Regions from separate parts of the Mus musculus genome. Here all the other regions are linked to region 2. A link is a contact called in public Hi-C data. All regions are on one chromosome and are shown on one strand. The core of a region is the stretch at or near the end of the contact, and the rest is flanking DNA. Distances in the headings are between cores, read along the strand shown.

Region 1 (3,010 bases), core at 34-2,533, 1.5 Mb before region 2:
AAGAATCTCAGGTGACGCTCCTCAGAGACATTTTACTCTGAAGTTTGCTGTTTTATATTTGGTAAAGGAGAGTGCAGCACGCTGTGAAATTTCAATTTAAAATAACAAAATTTCCGGTTAAAATATACCCAACACATTTCAAGGACCTTACGAACACAAGTGATTTGTTGTTTGTTAGGCACACATTTCCTTGGGTGTCTTGTGTTTTATCAATGACTCTCCTGGTCCCTATGTAAGTCCCTTACATGGACAGGTGGCTGGTATTTCCAGTGCTCAGGGGAATATGATAAAGGATTAGTGGTCAAGGTTCTGGCTCCTTTATCATGGGATTTATAACATTCAAGATGCAAGGAGCAGCCACTCATGCTTATAGATGCAAAACTTCTTGGTGTCAGGTGGCTTCTCCTACCTAGAAGGTTCAAGGCAAGTTATGCAGACAAAAGCAGAGCCATGTTTTTAGCTGTGTAAAGAAATGGAAGTGGGGAGAGTGAACAGAGCAACCTGTGTGGGTTGCGATTTAAATGTGGTCCAGTCTCTGAGACAAGATTTTCATTATCTTGAGCTATTTCCTTGACTCTTTTGTTTCTTTCTCAAGAGTTAGTGTTTGGGGACTTACTATCATTGAATAAAAATTAAATTTTCTTTAAAAATAATTTGTTCTTAAGAAACATTCATGCCACTTGGCTAAGAAGAACGTCCTCACAATAGAAGTGGTTTGAACTGCTGTCCTCAGCAGATTGCCAGGACAAGGATGAGTTGGGGTTCTCTGTCTGGAGTGTTTCTAACTCTCTCACTGCCCACACATCCATGCACACAACTTGCCATGAAATACCTGGGCTTGCCAAATACCAAGAAGAGAGAAAGTAGCTGGAATTGGTTGTGGTGCTTGCCTGAAGTCCTGGCACTTGGGAAATGGAGGAAAAATAATGAGTTCCATACTAACATGGGCTACATAGTGAGACTTAGTCTCAAAAACAGACACAAAAACAATATCAAAAGCAAGCAAACATAGACAAAACAAAAGGAGAAGATGAAGACAAGCTAGTCATACCCAAAGAGCCCTCCGTAGCTAGTCGTGATGATTAACATTGTCAACTGGATTTTTGGTATTACGGTCAATGTCCCCTTCCTTTCATTTGATCCTATAACCAGAAGTAGGGCTTGTTGCTCAGCCAACAGGCTAAACTGTGCGACTATGTGAAGGATGGGGCCAGTCTGTGCCTTCACTGGGTACGATCCAGAGAGAGGCATAGAGAGCCGGGTGAGTCAGTGAAACTTGGCTAGACTTAACTGTAGATGTGTCACTGGGAGGCATGCTGCAGCTCCATGGGTAAGAATTGACTGTCATAGATTGTATCTTCTGGGCGAAATGTACTAGATGAACTACAGATTGTATTTTCCAGGCCGTGATGATTCATGCTTGCAATTGCCGATCTTTGGGGACAGCTCCCACTGGAACAGACACCCCCAGTTTTCCTTAACTCAAAATTAGTCATGTATCCCCTGGAACTCGATGTTTTATTCCCCCTTCCCCCTTTTCTTGGATGTGCATTGTTCAGAGATCTGTGTGCTGTGCATTCTCAATTTTTTTTTCTTTTTACTGTGCCTTTAATGCAAAGTGAGCCAGTTTCAGTGCTCAGATTTTAAGCAAATGTCTTTTTCTGGTTGAAATGACAAAAGACCCTAAAAGACAACTCTTTGATCAGCACCGTCAACTATTGGATGATACTTTTGTTCGACACCAGTGCAGCTTGCAGAATGTTTATTTGGCAATTGGAAAAAGGTCACCATTTTAAGGCAGTTCAGAAACCAAATGTTCCCGTAATATGGCAGATTTCACACAATGCACCCCTTGGCTTGGCTGCTTTGGAATCTGTGCTTTTGACAAGCTTGAGCTATCTTAGCTGCGTGTGTGCATGTGTGTGTGTGTGTGTGTGTGTGTGTGTGTGTCCACATTTGTCTACCTGGGGTCAGCTACAGAGTCTTTGGTTATAGGCCTATGCATGACACACATTGAGCTCTCCACAGTAAGAACATTTATACCCTGAGGTGATTGCTTGAAATCAGGGAAGAGGCTGGTGGGCAGAATCTCCGAGCTAGGTGTAACATATGTAGAGACAGAACCGCATGTGCAAAGAAGCTTGAATCAGGTTTTTTATCTTTCCCCTACCCAATCCTGCGTGTTAAGCAGCATTTGTATAATCCCTCCTGAAGTAGATAGAAAACCCTCTTTAATTAGCTCCTGCAGGCTGTGTCTCTTTACTGCCACCTGTCGTTCAGGAGAAGATTATGCTGGGACAGGGTGTGAGGAGAGGAGAGAATTTTTTTTTTTTTTTTTTTTTGGTCAGGCATTCAGCTCACTACCCTAAAGAGAACTCCACGAAGCCAGGCAGCCGAGCTTGCCCACAGCCAGCAGTGAGAGCTGAAGGATGATTTTTTTTTTTGCCTTGACCTAGAGCAAACTACTTACTTGGCAGCCGACATTACTCATTTAGAGTCTCAAAAGAGCACGTTCCTCATTCATTCTAATAGAAACAGCATCTTAGAGGTGTCCACTGCGTTTTCAAATGAAATCAAGAATGGCTCCTGTAAGTAAAATTCTTCTGAGGACCAGAATTGTGCCAAACATCAGCACAACATTTAATATGCTCATTACAAATTGAAAGAAGGAGTTGAAACTAATTGCAGCTTTGGGTGGAAGTCCTAGTCATTCCAAGTTAACTCAAATGGTCCAGTATATACATGATATTTATTTTTGCTTCTCTTGGGTGTAGTAAATGTGTCTGAGTTTGTGCACTAAACCTCAGGTTGGAGTTGTTTGGCTAACATCTGTTAGGATTGGGGTCTTGCTCTTAATTGGGACCATCTGGAAAGGAAGAAGAGCAGAAAGAGGAAACTCATCATCTATTTGTTAAGGTGTATGCGCGCACGCGTGTGTGTGCGTGCGTGCATGCATGTGTGTGCGTGTGTGTGTGTGCCCGCGCATGCGTGCGCGTGTGTGCGTGTGCGT
Region 2 (3,332 bases), core at 141-2,640:
GACAGAAGCAGCAGTTTCTGCTCCATGTAAATGATTACTAATGAAATAGTGGGGTTTGTTTTGTTTTATTTTGTTTGAGAGAGAGATAGAGAGAAAGAAAGAAACAAGAGAGACCCCCCCCCTGCACTGGCTGTAAAGAATAAAATTTGCCTTTGTTGGGAAAACAGTGTACTTTGGTAGATATTAAGCCGTTTTCCTTCTTGGGTGTAAGGCTACAGGAGAAGAAAAAGAAAGTAATGAGTGAAAAAGTCACTTGTAAATAATACAATTAAAAAGTAAATTTATTAACAAAATCCTAAAACAAAGCTAAAAACAGGAGACAAGAAACTGTTGGGAAGGCAAGGAGGAAGTAGAAAAAAAAATCTGTGAGTATCACTGAAGAATTCAAAGGATAAACTGGAGGCAAGAGCAACTGCCATTCCTTCTGACATTCCTAACTAGCCTGCTTTCTTGTTAAAAGGAGGGGAGCAGCTAGCCCTGAAGGTTGTAGTTTTATACTTGTATTTTAGCAACAAGTATCAAAAGATCTAAACTAATTGATTGCCGAGTTCCTTGGCCCTCCTCCAAACAGCAATATAGATTTAATTGTATGTTGCTTAAAACTCCATTTCTTGAACAGTGTGAAACATGTAATAAAAGCCATACGCCGTATCGAAGATTTTCCCCCTCTGCAAAAGCATAAATACTCAACTGACACTTGGAAGGAAAAAACATAGCTAATACCCCTAATGGGTTAAATTGGGGGGGGGGAGATCTGAAAGGGGTAGCTACATAATAAAATTTAAACTGTTAATCCATTTTAACTCATTCAAAATAACCTGCGGTTGTGGGTGGTGTTTTACTCCGGAGGGGTCATGGCGAGGAGACCCCACACCATACACCTGACTTGTTCTGAAGCGTTCCATCAAAACCGCATTCCACTTAAGGAAAGTTCTGCCCTTTCTCGAACAGGACTAGAACAAATTTGAAAGTTGTATCCCAACTACGGGGCCAGGAGTTCTCTGGCCAAGAGCCGTGGGAAGGCATTCAGCCGCTCTTGCTCTCCTCCGGCTTCAGTCTCCATGCAGACGTTGCCGTTGCCGAGAGCTCTTTAACAGCGCTGCGACAGCCTCCTTCTGCCCCTCCCGGACAGGCCCTATTCGCCCCATTGTCCTCTGTTATCCGTGACCCATAGTGGCTGTCCCAGTCTAAAGCCAACCCAGGTGCCTCCTCCGGCAACAGCTTCACGAAGAAGGGAAGAGCCCCGGCGCCACGCCTGCGATTTGGTCCGGGATCAAGCGCTGCAGCCAAGTTCCTGGCCGCCAGAAAGCAGGAGGCTCCGCGCATCGCGGGCCATGCCCTGTCGCGGCCACGAGGGCTGGCTGCAGGCGGAGAGCTGTAAAAATCCACGTGAGCCGCCCCTCCTCCTGCTGCCCGCAGCGGCCCCTGACACTGCAGCATTGAAGCCAGTCCGGAGGTCCCCAAGGTCTCCAAGTGTGACAGTACTCGGCATAGCGGGTAGATGGCACAATTTTCTAACATTTAGAGAGAGGAACCCACGCTGGGAGCAATAAGTCCATTTAAAAGCCCTTTATTTAAGAGGAACAAAGATAACTGACAAGCGGAGTACAGAGACATCTCAATGAAATTTCCAAAGAAGAAAGAGAATTCAGAAGCCAACGCAAATGCGAACTGGGCTTGATGGAACAGGCCAGCACTAACCCCTCCTCGGAAAAAAGGGGGTGGGGGAGGAAGAGAAAAGACAAAAAGAAAAGAAAAGAAAAAGAATAAAAATATAGTAGTTCATGGGACCGTGGGTGTTAAAGATCACAACCCAAACCAATTTCTGAAAATCCATGGTCCAGAGAACTTTAAATGACCAGGTGGACAAGGCAGGGTCAGGTTGTGAGGAACAGGATCAGGTTAGAGGAAAAGGTCTAGAAGTTTTGCCCCACTCTTGAAGGCTACCTCTGGTTGGTCTTAGTGGGATTAAGGAGTGTGAGGTAAGGTGGATAGACATACTCGCCTCTCCGGAGGCCTGAAGACCAGAGGCATCTGTCCTAGAGCTGTGCCCTAACTCAGTCAGACAGCATCCCAGGCCTTGAGAATCTAGTCAAAGCCAGAACATTTAAGCTACACAATTGCAGACTCAGGAGCAATCGCTATCTCTGCCAAACCAAGAAGGATGCTGGAGCACTCAGTGATGTCACACTTCATTCTGCCCTTAGAACCTTTGCTCCCCACCTGTAAATCTGTAGGCCAGGTACCTACACACTCTCCAAGAGAGGAAGATCCAAGGCCTTTGACAGAGGAGGAGGGATTTAGACACCAGGAGATGGATGAGACCTCCCCTCTGGTCCTCCTGGGTCTGAGTTGGCCCCGACGACCCTGACCTGCCTGCCTAGCTTTGGGAAGGGACACAGCGGCTAACGCCCGCAGGGGGTCAAATGATTGTATTTGGGTGGGTGCTCGCCGACGTATTTGCTGAGTAAACCTCCCTCGCTGTGCTGAAGGCGAATCCCCGTTGATAAATCCATCATTACCGTTTGGATTCAGGGAGGCAGCCGCGCCACTAAATTCATCTTACATTTGTAGCGCTTTAATAGACATTTATTAAATGCTTTTAGAGAGAGGCATGGGGCGCGTGATTACATCCTAGTTATAGACAGAACATAAAGACCCACGTTAACACCCATTTGCAGGAAGGAAGGAAGAGGTGGGGAGGGGGGTGGTAAGGCAGAGGGATGAAGCGTGGAGAGATGGGGAGGGCGGGGGCCATCGAGCCTGGGCGTTATTAACAAGGCTTGCCTGACGAAGCTAGGCGCAAGGCGAGAGCCACGGGAAGTCTCAGGCTGTAGAGGGAAGCATCCGCCCCACTAGCAGGTCGGGGTTTCCCTTTCCTTGTCCCCATCAATTCCCGCATGGGGGTCTCCTATTCTCTCTGCCAGAGCACAAGGGATGCCCACGCTGCCTCCGACCCTCTCTTCACTTTCTATCAGATCTCTCCAGCTAAACTAGGAAGAAATAGGAGGGACTTACCGAACTTCAGAGGCCTAAGACCCTGTTTAGGACACCCTTTGCCTCACATCTCCCAATAAAATAAGTACAGAGCTAGGCCAGGCCTTTTGCAGTATAAGCAGATGTTTCTACCATCCAGCAGGGTATCCCCGCAGGCTTAGAGGGCTCTTAGACCTGGCAAGTTGGAAGGCAGGATTCCTTCTCTGTCCATCACCAAAACGAACTCTGGATACCCTCTATAAGCCTCGGACTCTCTTAACTGAGAGTTCTCTTAACTGAGAACTTGTCCTGGGCTAGCCCCCCCCCCCACACACACACTTCCACTCAGAATGCTG
Region 3 (2,912 bases), core at 77-2,576, 1.8 Mb after region 2:
AGCAATAGAAGAGCTCCAACTTTGGAAGTTGAAAGCAAGGGCAGAAAAGCCATCACAAGTGTTTTAGTAATTAAACGAATATGCATAATGAACCATATGCCCAAAGGGCCTGTTCTTCATGTGGGCCAGATTTTTGTTTGAATTTTTAATTTTTATATACAGATGAAACATTCAGCGCAATCTACCAACGGTGTGAGATAACACGCAGAAAGAAAAAAAAAATGTGTGAGAAGAAGTCCTCGGTGTAGAAGCAGGGGCCAGGGATCCTCGAGAAGCACCCCCTCTGCAGATTCTCATTCAAATGTGTTTTTCTCCCTCCAGCGATTGTTCTCATCGTCTGCTTAGCGTCTTGAAGACACACATATAACGCACACACTGACAGCTTTATATGGGACAAGTAAAATACCGTGTTGTCGGCTAAGAAGTGTGAAAAATCCCAAGGGACAAACAAGGATTTCTTTTTAAAAAAATGTTCCTCCACACCCATCACTCAGGACCATCGTGAATCATGGGGAATCCTCCCAGGTCTCTTTCACACACCACATAAACATTATACTGTGGGCTCCAGGCCACATACGCAATCTGTATTCACGGTTAGGATGGATCTAAGATGGATCCGTACCTCTCAGTGATGCAATGGTGTCTAGTGGGGAGAGAACATCCAGAGAGGGGTGCATACCTGCCCTCCCCACTCCTATAGCCATGCTAATTACAAATGTAACAGATGCGATGTACTCTGCCAAACACACAGATAACCAGGATTCCCTACAACACCATGTGAATGAGTTTGTCAAGCCTTCATTTTAGGTTTGTTTGTTTGTTTGTTTGTTTTTGTATCATTCTGGAAAGAGCATATTGTTTCATGGGCTCCTATATAAAACTTAGTAAATGCACTCCAAAGCTGGGAAGGGGGGCTTTGTAGAAATGTGCTTATATGTTATTGAAGTTTGCAATGAAAGCCTATCAAGCCCTCTTTGTAGATAGGTCTTGTAAACATTTTAGAACATGTGTTTCTGTGTGTGTCCCTGTGTGTGCATGTGTGCATGTGCAAAAGAGTATAAGTATTATGAGAGTGCATTTCTATGCATGTGTGTATTTGAGGATGTGAGTGTGTCTGTGTATAGGTATGAGTGTGTGTGTGTGTGTGTGTGTGTGTGTGTGTGTGTGTGTGTGTTGGTAAAGGAGGAAATTCAGAGATGGTAAAACTCACATGTTTAACTCACCTACTGATCTAACCCTAATATATAAAATGCCACACAGCATCCCAGCACTGAGATGAGATGATGAAAGCCTTGGGCCAAAAATCAATGCAGACCTTTGGACTCTTTTTTTGTGCCCCATGGGACACAGTGGTGCTGTCCTTACAGGGTGCACTCCAGGGTATTTAAAGAGCAAGTGGGAACTGTGTTGAAATTATCATCTCTGGTTACTTTCAACCCTCATTAGGGATGTGTGCCTTCCAGACTAGTGAGGATACTTGATCTAGTGGTCTAGGTGGGAAGACAGAATACATTTCAACTGTAGCAGAAGACAAAAAAACTGCCAAGTTGAGTCACCTCTCCTGACTGCTTAAATCCTTTAAGGAAGTGTGTGAGCAATTAGAGAGGGAGTGTAATCTTTACGGAGTGCATTAACACTCCCCGACCTCCCAGACAATAGATCAGACCACAGACACATAATGCTTCCCTAAGGCTTTTTAGCCAGTGTATTTGATCTCTTAGTCATTCGGGGGCCCTGATACTATAGGTAGCATCCACCTCCAAGGCATTCTTTATGGGCACCTGTGTCTACTGCAGAGGCTGGACTTCAATCAAGCAGAAAGCTGGATTGCCACCACAATCTGTAGCAAAATCTGCACCCCATCTTTTCCTAAGCTAGGAAGCTGGGTCTGTAAAGTAAGTGAGTTACATTAAGATATGCATAGGTCATTTGATGGTCATGGGACAGAGATGGGGGTATCCCCCACAAAACATGCCAGGCCTTTGCTCTTAAAATTAACTTCAAAATAGATCTCTTGAAGAAATCCACATGTGAGTGTTGAACAGTTATATGCAAAAGAAAGAGGGGGATCAAATACAGTCCTTACACTGCAGGCTTTTAAATCTCCTTCTGTCCTGCAGGCTTCTCTGCAGGACAACTGGCCAAGCAGTAACCTATTTCCGGATGAACACATCCTCTCTGACTGTTAATCTCACATAAACATTTTCGAGAACTGCTTACCACGATATATTTTTAATGGATTAGATTCTGGTCAGCCGCTAACAGAGCCGAGAACTGAATATTCTTCATATGAAGGCTGCAAAATAGGTTTTCAGGGGGTCAGACTTGCCTTCTACTGGTCTCCCTCATGAGTTATTGAAAGAGCAATTGAAGCAAAATATAAGAAGTCCAGTTTTTCTCTTCTCTCTTCTCTCTTTCTCCCTCCCTCCCTCCCTCCTTCTTCCCTCCCTCTCTCCCTCTCCTTTTCTCCCTGTTTTCTATTACAAGATGGTCTGGATCTAAGGGAACAGTAGACAGACCTTATTGGAATTTGAACTTTATCATATGGCTTAGCAGACAGTTCACTAGAAAGACTATGACAGAAATTCAGACAATTTCCCCAGGACCGTCACAGTTGTCCACCGATGACACTCAACTTCTAAAGCCTCAAGCACTTAAACCAAAATAATTACATTTCCTTAGAATCACGGCAGTTCCCTTAGAAAATGTGCACTGCAAGGCTTTTTTTAAAAAATGAGGCTAAAAGAAAATAGGAGAACCGGAATTAGCTGTGTGTTTAAGCGAATCACTTTAGAGTCAGTGTGTTCAAGCTGAAACCTAAAAAAATTGCAAATGAATACATGTCCTTACAAAAATTGCAATTTAAGAACTTTTGAACCTTAAGTAGCATTAGAGAAAGAAATCTCAACTCT

What was found. A called contact is a pair of places that touch in the nucleus more often than the background predicts.
Region 1: a contact with region 2 is called in a Hi-C map of cortical neurons, with 2.4 times the contacts expected there. The contact joins two enhancer-like sites. A contact is called at or near these places in 7 of 484 Hi-C or Micro-C datasets (cortical neurons, embryonic fibroblasts, nephron progenitors and 1 more) and 7 of 115 datasets of contacts at active chromatin or transcription factors (astrocytes, craniofacial prominence, embryonic forebrain and 4 more).
Region 3: a contact with region 2 is called in a Hi-C map of pancreatic cancer cells, with 6 times the contacts expected there. The contact joins two enhancer-like sites. A contact is called at or near these places in 12 of 484 Hi-C or Micro-C datasets (cardiomyocytes, cerebral cortex, cortical neurons and 8 more) and 12 of 115 datasets of contacts at active chromatin or transcription factors (VIP interneurons, astrocytes, craniofacial prominence and 9 more).

The regions. Positions count from the first base shown.
Region 1 is chr7:68,832,353-68,835,362 of GRCm38.p6, forward strand. No RefSeq gene overlaps it. Among named protein-coding and RNA genes, the nearest start is that of Gm34612, 42 kb to the left of the region's middle. Within about 2 kb of position 1,284, at least 21 of the 459 cell types and tissues checked have an H3K27ac peak or open chromatin away from gene starts, as enhancers often do. A contact at or near this core is called in cortical neurons, where this site is marked.
Region 2 is chr7:70,344,986-70,348,317 of GRCm38.p6, forward strand. No RefSeq gene overlaps it. Among named protein-coding and RNA genes, the nearest start is that of Gm29683, 8.8 kb to the left of the region's middle. Within about 2 kb of position 1,391, at least 70 of the 459 cell types and tissues checked have an H3K27ac peak or open chromatin away from gene starts, as enhancers often do. A contact at or near this core is called in cortical neurons, pancreatic cancer cells and stem cell-derived motor neurons, where this site is marked.
Region 3 is chr7:72,145,720-72,148,631 of GRCm38.p6, forward strand. All of the region lies in intron 17 of Mctp2 (multiple C2 domains, transmembrane 2), which reads right to left. Among named protein-coding and RNA genes, the nearest start is that of Gm36696, 36 kb to the left of the region's middle. Within about 2 kb of position 1,327, at least 7 of the 459 cell types and tissues checked have an H3K27ac peak or open chromatin away from gene starts, as enhancers often do. A contact at or near this core is called in pancreatic cancer cells and stem cell-derived motor neurons, where this site is marked.